Linked DNA regions of Oryctolagus cuniculus: region 1 is linked to region 2. The links are chromatin contacts, called in public Micro-C maps. All regions are on one chromosome and are shown on one strand. Each heading gives the region's core, a stretch centred on a gene start, on an enhancer-like site or on the middle of the called end of the contact. The rest is flanking DNA. Distances are from core to core; before and after follow the strand shown.

What was found. A called contact is a pair of places that touch in the nucleus more often than the background predicts.
Region 1: a Micro-C map of ear pinna shows a contact between it and region 2, with 4 times the contacts expected there. The contact joins the promoter of SLC26A10P here to the promoter of GLI1 in region 2. A contact is called at or near these places in 2 of 6 Hi-C or Micro-C datasets (ear pinna and an unstated tissue).

Annotation. Positions count from the first base shown.
Region 1 is chr11:60,220,419-60,225,788 of mOryCun1.1, reverse strand. SLC26A10P (Solute carrier family 26 member 10) reads right to left here and starts at 1,648. Exons shown (of 17, transcript XM_070052504.1): 1 at 1,294-1,648; 2 at 761-871; 3 at 142-299. The coding sequence starts at 1,627. It overlaps LOC127487429 (a long non-coding RNA gene), which reads left to right and starts at 2,741. Exons shown (of 3, transcript XR_007914228.2): 1 at 2,741-3,047. ARHGEF25 (Rho guanine nucleotide exchange factor 25) reads right to left here. Exons shown (of 14, transcript XM_070052506.1): 12 at 4,500-4,680; 13 at 4,046-4,257; 14 at 3,404-3,799. The coding sequence ends at 3,689.
Region 2 is chr11:60,086,011-60,091,933 of mOryCun1.1, reverse strand. GLI1 (GLI family zinc finger 1) reads right to left here and starts at 4,081. Exons shown (of 11, transcript XM_051832917.2): 1 at 3,951-4,081; 2 at 426-544. The coding sequence starts at 525.

The sequences.
Region 1 (5,370 bases), core at 399-2,898, 140 kb before region 2:
CAGTGCGCCAGCTTCCCCACGCGCCGCTGCATCCCCCCCCCCCCCCCCCCCCCCCCCGGCCCCGCGCCCTGCACCACAGCCTTCCCTCTCCCCGGGCCGCCAGTGTAGATCTCCCCAAGTGCTCCCCAGATCCTCCCTCACCATCAGCGCCCCGCTCCCGAAGGCCAGTGCCGAGGCCGCCCCAACTCTCTGGGCGTCCAGCTGCTCCCGCTCGACCGCGCTCAGGTTCCCCGCCAGGGGTTCGGGCACCAGCCGCTCTACCACCGAGCCGGTCATGAGGCTGAGGACCGCAAAGGTTCCTGGAGCAGGGCGACAAACGCAGAGCACCTGCCATAATACCCACGCAGGGCGACGCTCAAGATCTGCCGCGCTTGGGGAAACCGGGGGGTCAAGATCTGGCATAGCAGCCAGGGAACCGCGGGGAGGGAGCACAGAGGGGGTGAACCTGCCAACAAAACTGCCACCCCCTGCAGACTCCTCGAGGACTTCTTGGGGGAGAAGAGGGGGACAGCGCATCTCATCTTTCCCTTCCGAAAGTCCCAGAGGCATTCATTTTAACCAAAACTCCCTGGGGTGCCCAGGTTCTAATAAATGCCCTCCTTTGCGCCCCTCCTGCCAGCATTGCCAAGATCAGTTTGCCAGCTGGGCTGCTACGGAGGGAAGGGAAGTTGAGAGGGAGAGAGGAATCGAGCTGGGTCGTCTCAGACTGCTGTCCATTCTCCCCCCACAGAGCAGTCACTGGAAGTCCCCAGTCACTCACCCGTGGACAGATGTCTCCCAGTGCCCAGCAAGCTGTAGATAAGGACGGGGAAGAAAGACGTGTAGAGTCCGAACACTGGGGGCACGGAGGTCAGGAGGGCAAAGGCCATGCCTGGGGAGAAGTGGAAGGAGAGGTGGGGGGTGCCCAGCTTCCAGGACCTGCCCTTTCTCGCGCTCTTACAGGCTGGCCCCGGGGGGCGCTAAGTCGGGCCGCTGTGAGGGAACTTAGGAGTTAAGGGGACTCCGTGGGAGGCCATGGAGGGGACGTAGGCAGTCACAGATCCGTGTCGGCCCAAGTCGTGGGGGGCCGGCACCCTGCCTCTCTCCAGCTCCCTGAGCCGGAACCGGCCCCAGACTTCTGGCAGGAGGGCGCAGGTGAGGGGCGATGGGGGTGGGGACCTGCTGGGGCTCCGCAGTGCTTACCCGAACTGGTCCTTCTCTCGAAGCCCCCAGTCCACTAACCCACCACCTCGCTCCCCAACCGAAGCGCTCCAGAGCTTGGGCCTCTGACAAGCGAGGGTCGGAGCCGCTCACCCTGGGGCACGTGCACGACGCCCACGGTCACTCCGGCCACGGCATCCCCGAGCAGCCAGGCCCGCCAGCGGTAAGAGGGCAGCCAGCGCAGCGGGGGCAGCCGTGCCTGCAGCAGGCGCCACGCCCCCCGCCCGGAGCAAGCGCGGGCCCGCAGCCTCCAGAGCCTGGGCAAGAAGGACTCTGCCGGGAGCTCGGGTTCCTGCTCTGCGCCCCCGAAAAGCTGCTGGAACCGAACCTCAGTGAGAGGTTCCCTGAGCCTGGTGCCCAGCGGGTACTTCAGGTCGGAGGTCTCTCCCAGGCCTGGGCGGGTCCTGGCGCCCCGTGGTCCACTCATTTTGCCCTTGGCCAGCTCCGGCTTGACCGGGTCTTAAATAGCCCTCCCGCCTGCCTGCTAGAGACCCGCCTCCCTGAAGCACGGTCCAATCCGGCGCTGGAGGGCGCCCTCTCTTGGGGCCTGAGGCCGGGCCAGGGCTGCGGAGTGGAGAGGACACTGTAAGTGCTGGGCGGCTCCTCCCACAACTTTGGCCCACCCGATGCTGGGGGCTGGCGATGGATAGGTATGGGGAGCCAAAGGACGAGAGCCCCCCTAAGACCCAGCACCCACCATGTGCGATCCAAGCCCTTTGCCCCCTGCCTCTTCACTCCGGGTGCTCTCCCCATGTGCACTCTGGGCAGAGATGGAGGCTGGCTCCTCTCTCGGCACTGGTCCTTCCCCGCCCCTGTGCACTCACCCACCTGGGAGCAAGCAAGTTCAGTGCCCACTGGGAATCCCCAACCCACTTCCAAATCCTCACGGGGTACAGCCTGCCCCAAGAAAGCGGAAGGGGCTCTGCTGCCTTAGCAGTGCCGTCCACTAGGTGGGAAGCAGCTCTGTGCATCAGACAGGGATGGCGGCAGAGGCCCGCCAGCCCCACACCGCCGCCAGGAGTGAGTGGACCTCCACCACTGATAGGGACTGATAGGAAACTTTATTTCTTAGGAGCCAAAGAAAAGCAAAGCAACACTTATTACTCCAAGTTCTATTCACAAAGTAGGCCATCGGAAACAGGTGTGTGGTTAACTCAGGTACAGAGGGGTCACCTGCCGGCCTCTGCACCCCTGTGGTCTCAAGGAATACAAAGGCTCTCCTCTCTGGAGTCCTGCTCTCTGCACCATCCCCTCCTCTACTCACAAGAATCTTCAGCGCCCTCCCCATCAGCGGCTGGTCCCCCAGTCCCTGACCCCAAAGCCCCAGGGTGGGGTGCAGTGAGGGTGGGTCTCCCCTCTTCAATTCCTCCTATTGTTTCCCAGAAGTCTTATCTGGGCCCTACGTCCTGTCACCCTCCCCTTACGGATCCCTCCCCCCATTGTCGGCCTGGGGGACCTCAGGCCCACAGGGAGGCTCCAGCCTCTCCTCACCCTCCCACCCCAGCAGTCTATTGTCTGCTGAGGAAGTCCAAGTGCACGTGACCAAGCCCAGGGGACAGACGGACAGTGGACACACGGATGCGCAAAGACCCAGGCGGGGCATCTGGACGTGGATCTCTGCACGCCCGGCTCTCTCTGTTCCAGAGGTTGGGAGGGGTGAAGATCCCCATAGGTTCCCCACTCGACGCTAAGGTTTGAAGAACCTCTCCTGCTCAGTATGACATGACCGATGGCCTCACAGACAGCAAAGACAAGGAGATCTGGAGCCAGGAAGGGGCCACAGCGCCCAGGACCCTCTGCACCGTCCCATCCTCCCTCGGCGGAGTGAGGAGTCCTCGTGAGGAAAGGTACTCTGGGCATCCTGTGCTTCGCCATCTGGTGGTGCAGGGAGTGGGTGGTCACACTACACTGGGCTTTCCTGGGGGTGTTACAGACCAGGGGGCAGATCTGGGGGAGGGCAGAGGAGCTGGCTAAAGGACAGAATACAAGGATCCGCGATTTTCCAGGGGCTGCAAGCCCTCAGGGTGGACTGAGCTGCAGGGATGCAGGAATAGATGACCACATGACCCCCAGGAACAGATGACCACATGACCACATTTATCTCACGCCGTGTGCCCAGGGGGGCGCCTGATCTCTTCTACCCCACTGTGCCCCATGGACCCTCACGACAGACTTCCCTTCCCTCTGCCAGGACAGCAGCCTCGGGGATATCACAAAACCTTTATTCTCAGAAAACAGGAAAAACTAAAGCAGGAGTTTCTATCTGGCCCCTGCCCCAGCCCTCTCACTCCCCCTCATCGCCTCCCTTTGGGGAGACTGTGATGCACGCACAGGGGTGGGAGCGGGTCCAGGTTCTCCTCCCCGAGCTGCCCAGCCTCGCCCCTCCACACACTTCAGGAGAGAAGGCTTCCAAGTCAAGGCCAGCATGGCCCTGGAGCTCCCTGGGGAGCAGGTCGCGGAGAGAGCACCACCCTGTGCCCTTCACCGCTTACAGCTCATCTTCGTCCAGCTTGGCAAGTCTGGCCTGGCAGGGCGGGGTTGGAGGAGTCACAGGGACTGGGGGAGGGTCCCGAGGAGCCTGGGGGATGTCATGGAGGGCCTGAGGAAAGAATCGAGTCACAGGATGCAAAAAGGCCAAGAAGGACTTTTCACTCTTCTCTTTGCAGTATAAGCCCTTGGCCAAGCCCCTCCCACTGTCAGCCTCTAGCAGAGTTAAAAGGGGTGGGGGGTGGGGGGTAAGGGAGGGGAAATAGGGAGGAGCAGACTGAAGAAAGGGCAGATGTGGGGGAGGGGACCACAGAACAAGAGAGCCCCTCCCCCCACTTTGCCCCTCCATCCTTCATACCTGTGTGTCCAGGGGCAAGGGCGCTCTGGCCACCTCCCCTTTGGGCATCAGCAGCAGGGAGGGGAGAGAGCCGTTGATGGGTGTCTGTGTGCTGGCCTGGGCCCGGTCTCCAGGCTGAGTTCTCCCAGGGCTCCCCACCCCAGGGCCCCCTGGCCGCCCCAGGCTGTTGGTCTGGCTCTCCCGTCTCTGGTACTCAATGGGTGACTGCAAGGCTGGGCAAGGACAGGGGGAGAAGGCAGGTTATAGCAGAGACAGCCCCTTTCATGCTGGGCTCTGCTCAGACCACCCTCCCAGCTGGCCCCTCTCCCCCAGGGACCACCAGCTAGTGTGAAATACTTGGGGCTTTAGGGGCTTCTGAGTCACTCAGTGTGGGGCCAATCAGACGGCAGGGGCTGAAGGAGGCAGTGAGGGATTCAAGAGGGCCTGGGGCTGGGGGAGCGGGTATGGGCCTCACCGTTGAGAAAGTCCCGCTGGCTTTCCAGGATCTGTGCCACCTGCTTGATCCAGGCCTGGCTCACGGCAGGCTCGGCAGCCTGCAGGACGTAGCGCTGGACGCCGCCCTCCGGCCCTCTGGAGGTCAGTGCGAAGCGGCAAGGGTCCCCTTGGAGGTTCCCCTCCAGGCCCAGGCAGCTCACCTGAACCGGCAGACAGGAGATGGTCCCCAGGTTCCTCAGCCCCTCTCTGGGTCCTGGCCCCTCCAACCATCCGAGAGCCAGCCAGCCAGCCTCGCCGGGCCTCACCCTGTCTCAGGCAGGCCCTCCCTCGGAGCCCACCTTGATGCTGCTCTTATATACGTAACCGGGCTGCGTTCCGCCTCGCGTGCCTCCTCCTAGGGCCTCGCTGAAGATGACAATTTGCTCAAAGAGGAAGACGCGCCTCTCTCGCCCTCGGGCAGACAGCAGCCCCCCAGCCTCAGGCTCTGTGACCCAGAATGTGTCCTGACCCAAGAGCTTCCCCTGAGCGGTCAGCTTGCCCTAGAACCAAAACATTCGACCTTTGAGAAAGACCCTGGAGGGAGAACGTCCCCTCCCGGACATTCCCAACCAACCACCCGGCCCGCAGGGGCTGCCCCCCGCCCCAAGCACCTGCAGAGAGCTAAGACTGGGGCCGAACACACAGGGCGGCCAAGCTCATCTCCTACCCCCATACCTCAAATCCCCGCAGTCTCCCCAAGGTCATCATGTCGTTGCAGCGTTTGGGCACGAAGCACATGACCTCCACTGCTCGCTGTGACTCAGGTGAGAGGGGAGCACAGCGAGGCCAAGAGAATCATGACCAAGAACCAGCCAACCGCCTCTCCAGACTTCCCCAGACCGCCTCGACCC
Region 2 (5,923 bases), core at 2,832-5,331:
ATAATAATAAGCAACTTTGCTTGTCCTGCTGATCGCATCTGTGGCCTGTTGATGATGCCTTGAGCCCTCACATCTCTGGACATCTCCTGCTTCTAGTTAGATGCTCTGCCCACCCACTTTCTCCTTCAGAACAAGTCCCAGAGGGGCAGAGAGGAAAGACGTGCCTGAGGCCTCACCCTCGGTGCAGTTGCTGGTCTCTCTGGCTGGCCCATAACTGTGGGGGCCAGACATGAGGTTGGCTTGGTGGCAGAAGGGCAGACCAGACAGTCCTAGAAAAGACAGATGGCTGGAATGGGGGCGTGGGAGTGGATGACATGTAAGGCCTCACCTTGAAACTCCAGGCAAGACCTGATCCCAAATGCCAAGCCCGTAGGACATGGAGCCTCAAAGCCGCTTACAGATGGGAAATGCATAGGTGCACTGACCTTCTGCCCCCATGCTGGGGGGGCCCTGGCTGGGGAGGGGCCGGAGACAGCAGGGTTCACCATAGCTACTGACTGGCGGTGGGGTCATCGAGTTGAACATGGTGGAGGAGGCAGGGACACTGCAGAAGGGAAAGGTAGAACCTCAGGTTATGAAGGTGGAGGGAATTAGCGAAGGTCCCTTCATGATCCCAGGCACAGGACCCTGGGCAGGGCTGTCTGTTCCCCCAGGCCCTCGAAGGCGTCTTCCCTGGAAACCAGGTTGAAAAGAGCACCGCTCGGGGTGGGCATTTGGCCAACAGTGAAGCCCCTACTTGGGCAGTCCAGATCCCATGTCAGAGCACCTGGATTTGGGTCCTGCCTGTCCCAGCTCTGCCCCCATTCCACTTCCTGTTAATGTACACCCTGGAGGGCTGCAGTAGTTGGGCCCTTGCCACCCACATGGGAGAAGTGGATGGAGTTCTCAGCTTCTGCCATTGGCTTGGCCCAGTTCCAGTTTTGCCAGCATTTGGAGAGTGAACCAGCAGATGGAAGCTCTGTGTGTGTGTGTGTGTGTGTGTGTCTGTGAAATAAATAAATAACAAACATATAAGCATCCTCCTGCCAGGGCCAGGGTTAGGGTGAATGCCCCAAGGGATAAAGGCCTTCTTGCAGTCTTGGAGATCTTTTTGGTAACTGGGTCTGAGCGTTAACCCCCATAAGTGTGTATGTGTGGTTAGGGGGTGTTATGGACTAATCGTGCCTGTTCGAGCTCCAGGTGATTTTCATGCTGTGGGCCCTCTGCTTCTTGCTCTGACAGGGAGCCAGCTTTGAAGGCTGGGCTGCGGGCACTTAGGGAGGGTCTGACCTAAGCCCCAGGAGGCTCGCCTCCTTTCCTTCACTGGCCCCCACGCACGGACAGCCTACAGTCTCCCCAGTATCCAGCAGGAGGAGCCCTCGCCACAGTCCAGACAGGCCGGCGGGGTCAGGAGCGAGCACTGAAGAGCTAGGGCTCTCTTAGGTGGAGAACTGTGAGTAGGAGTAGGTCAGGCTTCTGGGGGAGCCTCCCGGGGCTGGTAGGTATGCAGGACAGAAGCTGACATTGTCCTGCCGTGGTTTGGATCTGGGCCCACTTAGCCTTTCGGTGTCTGGTTTTTGGGGAACAGGAAAAGAACTCTGAGGGAAGGCATTAAGGAGAATGAAAAACAAACTCATCAGCCACTCGAAAGTAGTGAGGAAGAAGCGGGTGCTGCTGTCTGCTTTTCTCCTCAAACTCCGGTTCATACTCCACCCCGGGTTTTCCGGGATTCCGGGAGCGAGGGTGGGGCGGGGCGGGGCGGGGCGGGGTGGAGAGCCACCAGGAGCGGGCCGGCCGGCGCGGTGGGTGATCCCGGGATGCTGGGATTTAGGGTGAGGGAGGGGTAACACGGGGAGCGGAACTCGGACCCCAAGACCCGGCCCGAGCCCCGCAACCAGGGCCGTACCCTTCCTAACTCCTCCTCCTTCAGCCGACCCCCGGATCCCGCACCGGGGACCTCCCAACTCGACCTTGGCACTCAAGTTGGAGGCGGGGGGCACAGCTGGCTGGCAGCTGGGTGGGGGGGCCCGTCTCCCGCCTCCTTCCTCTATGACTCACCCAGGGAAAGGAGGCGGACTCGTCAAGGAACCCCCCCCAACGCCAACGAGACTCCCCAAAACGTGCCCACGCGGTGGTCCTCCTGCCTCAGCGCCTAGCCGCCAGGCAGGCGCAATTGGAAACGGGGCGACATCCCTCCCCGCCCACGCGTGCCGCGGCCCACCCACGTCTCCCCTTCGCACTAGTGGAAGCACAAGGTCGCCGCCCGCTTTCCCAGCTCCGGGACACTTGGGAGTGGGTGAGGGTGCGGGGTGGGGTGGGGTGGGGTGGGGTGGGGATCTCCCCGGATCCCGCGCCGGAGCCCGGCTTGCCAGAGTGCCCCCTCGTACCCCCGCTCCCCAACTCCCAGGAGCCGGCCCCGCCCCCTTCCCCGGTCCCGCCTTCCCCGCCCCCGTGCCTCCTCGGCCCACCCAAGTCGCCGCCGCAGGCTCTGGCTGCAGACGGCTCCGCTTCCCCCGCCCGCCCCGGGAGCCCAGTCGAGCGAGCCGTACAGTGTGTGTGGGGGGGGGGGGGGATGAGGGGCGGGACACATTCTTCCCTCCTCCTCCTCTCCGTGCATCCCGAAAGCAGGCAGCGGCGCCCTGGGGAGCACTTTTGGAGAGTGGGGATCCCCGTGGTGGGGTGGCAAAGCAAGAGAATCCTTAGAGTATAGGGAGGGGAAAGAGTGGGAGTAAATAAAACAAGGTGTGTGTGTGTGTGTGTGTGTGTGTGTGTGAACACCTCGGGTTCCCGGCAGCCCAAGGGTTAACCCTTTCGGACCCCCGGGAACCCCCTAGTGACGTCAAGGGCGGGGTCTGCGCGTCGGGCGGGGATGCCGGGGAGATAATGAGGGGGGGTCTCGGGACCCCGCCCCCCTAGGGAAAACCACCCTGACGCCGGCCTTCGCGTCTCCCCGGGAAACGGCCAGGTCTTCGCCCTCCACTGGAACTTTCGGGCCTATGCTAGGAAGACCCTAGCTCGCCAGCCCCCTAAAACCCTCAGTCCTCCGCCACTACGGGGTCCCCTTTCTCTAATCCTGCCCCCAAAGCTGGCTACCCAGGGTTGATTGTTTCGGGGTCAAGGGGCCTGAAAGAGGCTTCAGAGCGGGGAGCCAGGGCAGGCAGGGTGGTCTGAGCCAGAGGAGGGGCTTGGGTTCGCAGCTCCCGTTTGGGCGGGGGGCCAAGCGGGATATATAGGCTGGCAGTGGCCGGTGGTCCCGCCCAGCCCCAGTAGGGGTCTCCCGGCGGCTGGCTTCAGCTGCCCCGGTGGTCCAGAGGTCAGAGGGTCAAGAAAAGGTCTCCCCAGCTCCTCTTAAGCGGCCTGCCCCATAGCCCTAGAGGCTCGGGAGCCCAAAATTCTTTGGGGTCTTTCTAAGGCCTAGTTAGACCTTGGGCAGCCCCGCCAGCTCCCGGCCTAGTCCGGAAGACACTCGCGTCCCGCATCTGCAGGCACATCGGTCACAGCAGGTCGGGGGCTCAGGCCCAGCAGGCTCCCCGTGGTTCTGCTGCCTCACACACACCTAAGCCCACCCCACCTGGAGCGCCCTCCTTTGGGGTGCCCCGACGTCCTCATGCCTGGCACTCAAGATGCTACCTGGAGTTCCCGCTCCACCCCGCAGACCCCAGGACAGCCACCCCTCCAGCCTCAAGAAAGTGAGATGTTTCTAACACAGGGGAGTGGCGGAGACAAAGAGACCCACGGTTGCCCGAGACAGAGACACGCAGACTGTCAGAAGAAAAAAAGAAGGGAATGAAGAGATACAAACGGGAAAAAAAAATTCCCTCAGACTTCCTAACAACTCACCCCGGGCTCGCCCACCCCCATTCTGCCCCTGCACCCCAGGTCTCCCTCCAGGCCGGGGTGAACCCCTCGGAAGCAGAGCATCCCCCTCCCCCACCGCTCCCAGGTGGTCCCCCGCCCGCCCCCCTTCTCACCTCCGTCTGGGCGCTGGACTCGGGATGCGCGGTCCAGGGCAGGAGTCTGGGCTGGGGGGTGTGCGGTGGGGAGGGGGGGCGGACAGGGCCACGGCAGCGCAGCCTCGGTGCCACCCCCACCCCCCAACCTGGCCCCCCAGCCCTCCCGCCGGCCCAGCCAGCCGGGCCGCGAGCCGGGACCACCCGCGAGAAGCGCAAACTTTTTTTTTTCCCTTTTGCAAAAACTTTTCCTCGCTCTAGCCGCTGGCGCGCCGCCTCTCTTCCCGCTCGCCCCTCGCCTCCCTCCTATCTCCCTCCCTCCTGCCGTTCTGGAGGGTGAGGCGGGGTGGCTAGGAGCGAGAGAGGGGGTGCCGGGCTTATTGCACCCCCAGGACCCCCAGGATCCTCCCCCTCCCTTGAGGGACCCTATACTGCCTCCCCCCCCCCCCCCCCGAACACGCTGCTGGTGGTGGGCGGAAAATCCCGGTCTGGATCTGCGGATCGGCTGTCCACGAAGTGGTCCTGAGCCAGAGCCAGAAAGACCGAGGGAAATATTGCGAGGCGGGGGAAAAAGAGAGAAGTTCATCTGGCAAAGATCATGTTCGAGGCAGGGTCGTCCACACTGACGGATGCGAACTGAGCATCCCGCCACCCTGTGGTTTATCTGCAGGTCTAATCCTCTGGGAGAGTTGGGGTTGGGGCAAACCGAGCTGAGGAGCTTGGTGGGGGGCTCTGGAGAAAGTTTCGGGGTCTACGGAGTAGAAAGGAGAGGAGAAGCGGCCGAGGCTCTGCGTGCGAGGTGCGCCTCCACAGTGTCGCTAAGGAGCCGTGGGTCTGCAGCACCTTTCCCAGGAAACGCCCTCTCCACCTCGAACCTCTGCAGGCTGCGGCCACCTCCGCACCTCTCTGCCGCCCGCGCTCTTTACGCTCTCCAAGGCTTCCTGCTCCCTCTGCTGGCCCTGCTTGCACATGACACCCTCTCTGCGTTTGGAGGCGGAGGAGACCGGGAGGACCCACGGAGCTCGCGCCCAGACAGCTGCCTCCCCCAAAGCCCAGTTAGGAGCCCAGAGAAGCGGCGGGGCCCAGCGGCAGAGGCTGCTGGCACCCTGCGGGAGTGCCCCCCTGACGGAGGAGTGCCCTGTCCCTCTGGGTTTGTGTTGCCGTGGTGACCGGATGGCGGGGAGGGGGCAGCTATTTCGTCCTGGGGAAGAGGAAGACTCCCTTCCCGGTTCTGTGACCTCCCTGGCAGACCTGGCACACCTTAGCTCTGCGTCCAGGAGCCATCTACTTGGACTGAGAGTGAGGGCCTGTTAACAGTCGGGTTGGGGGGTCCAGGGAGGGGAAGACCAGGCGAAGCAAGGGGAGGTCTGGGCCCCACAGGAGTCACTGGGGGTGGGGGAGGTCCCGTGCAGCCTGCCTCCCGCACAGTGTCACCCAGAGGGTCGAGGGCCTGCCCAGCTCGCTCAGGCCGCACCAATGGTCACCGGGAAGAGACTCCAGTCTTGCTCCTGTCCCAGCCGGGTGTCCTTTCTCCTAGGACTCATTTATCAGCTTGTTTCAGGGGCAGAGACAGAGACCCAGAGCTCCTAACCTTTGTTGTTGATTCATTCCCAAAATGCAAGCTGGGAACGCAATCCAAGTCTCTCACTGGGGACTTGAACCCAGGGACTTAGATATAGGATGTGAACTTTTTTTTTCTTCTTTGCTTTTCATTGCTTTATTTATTTGAAAGGCAGAGTTACAGAGAGAGAGAGAGGGAGAGGGAGAGGAAGAGAGCGAGATCTTCCATCCTCTGGTTCAATCCCCAAATGGCTGCAATGGCCAGAGCTGGACTGATCCGAAGCCAGGAGCTAAGAGCTTCTTCCCGGTCTCCCACCCGGGTACAAGGGCCCAAGCACTCGGGTCATCTTCCACTGCTTTCCCGGACCATTAGCAGAGAACTGAATCAGAAGAGGAGTAGCCAAGACACAAACCAGTGCCCATATCAGATGTTG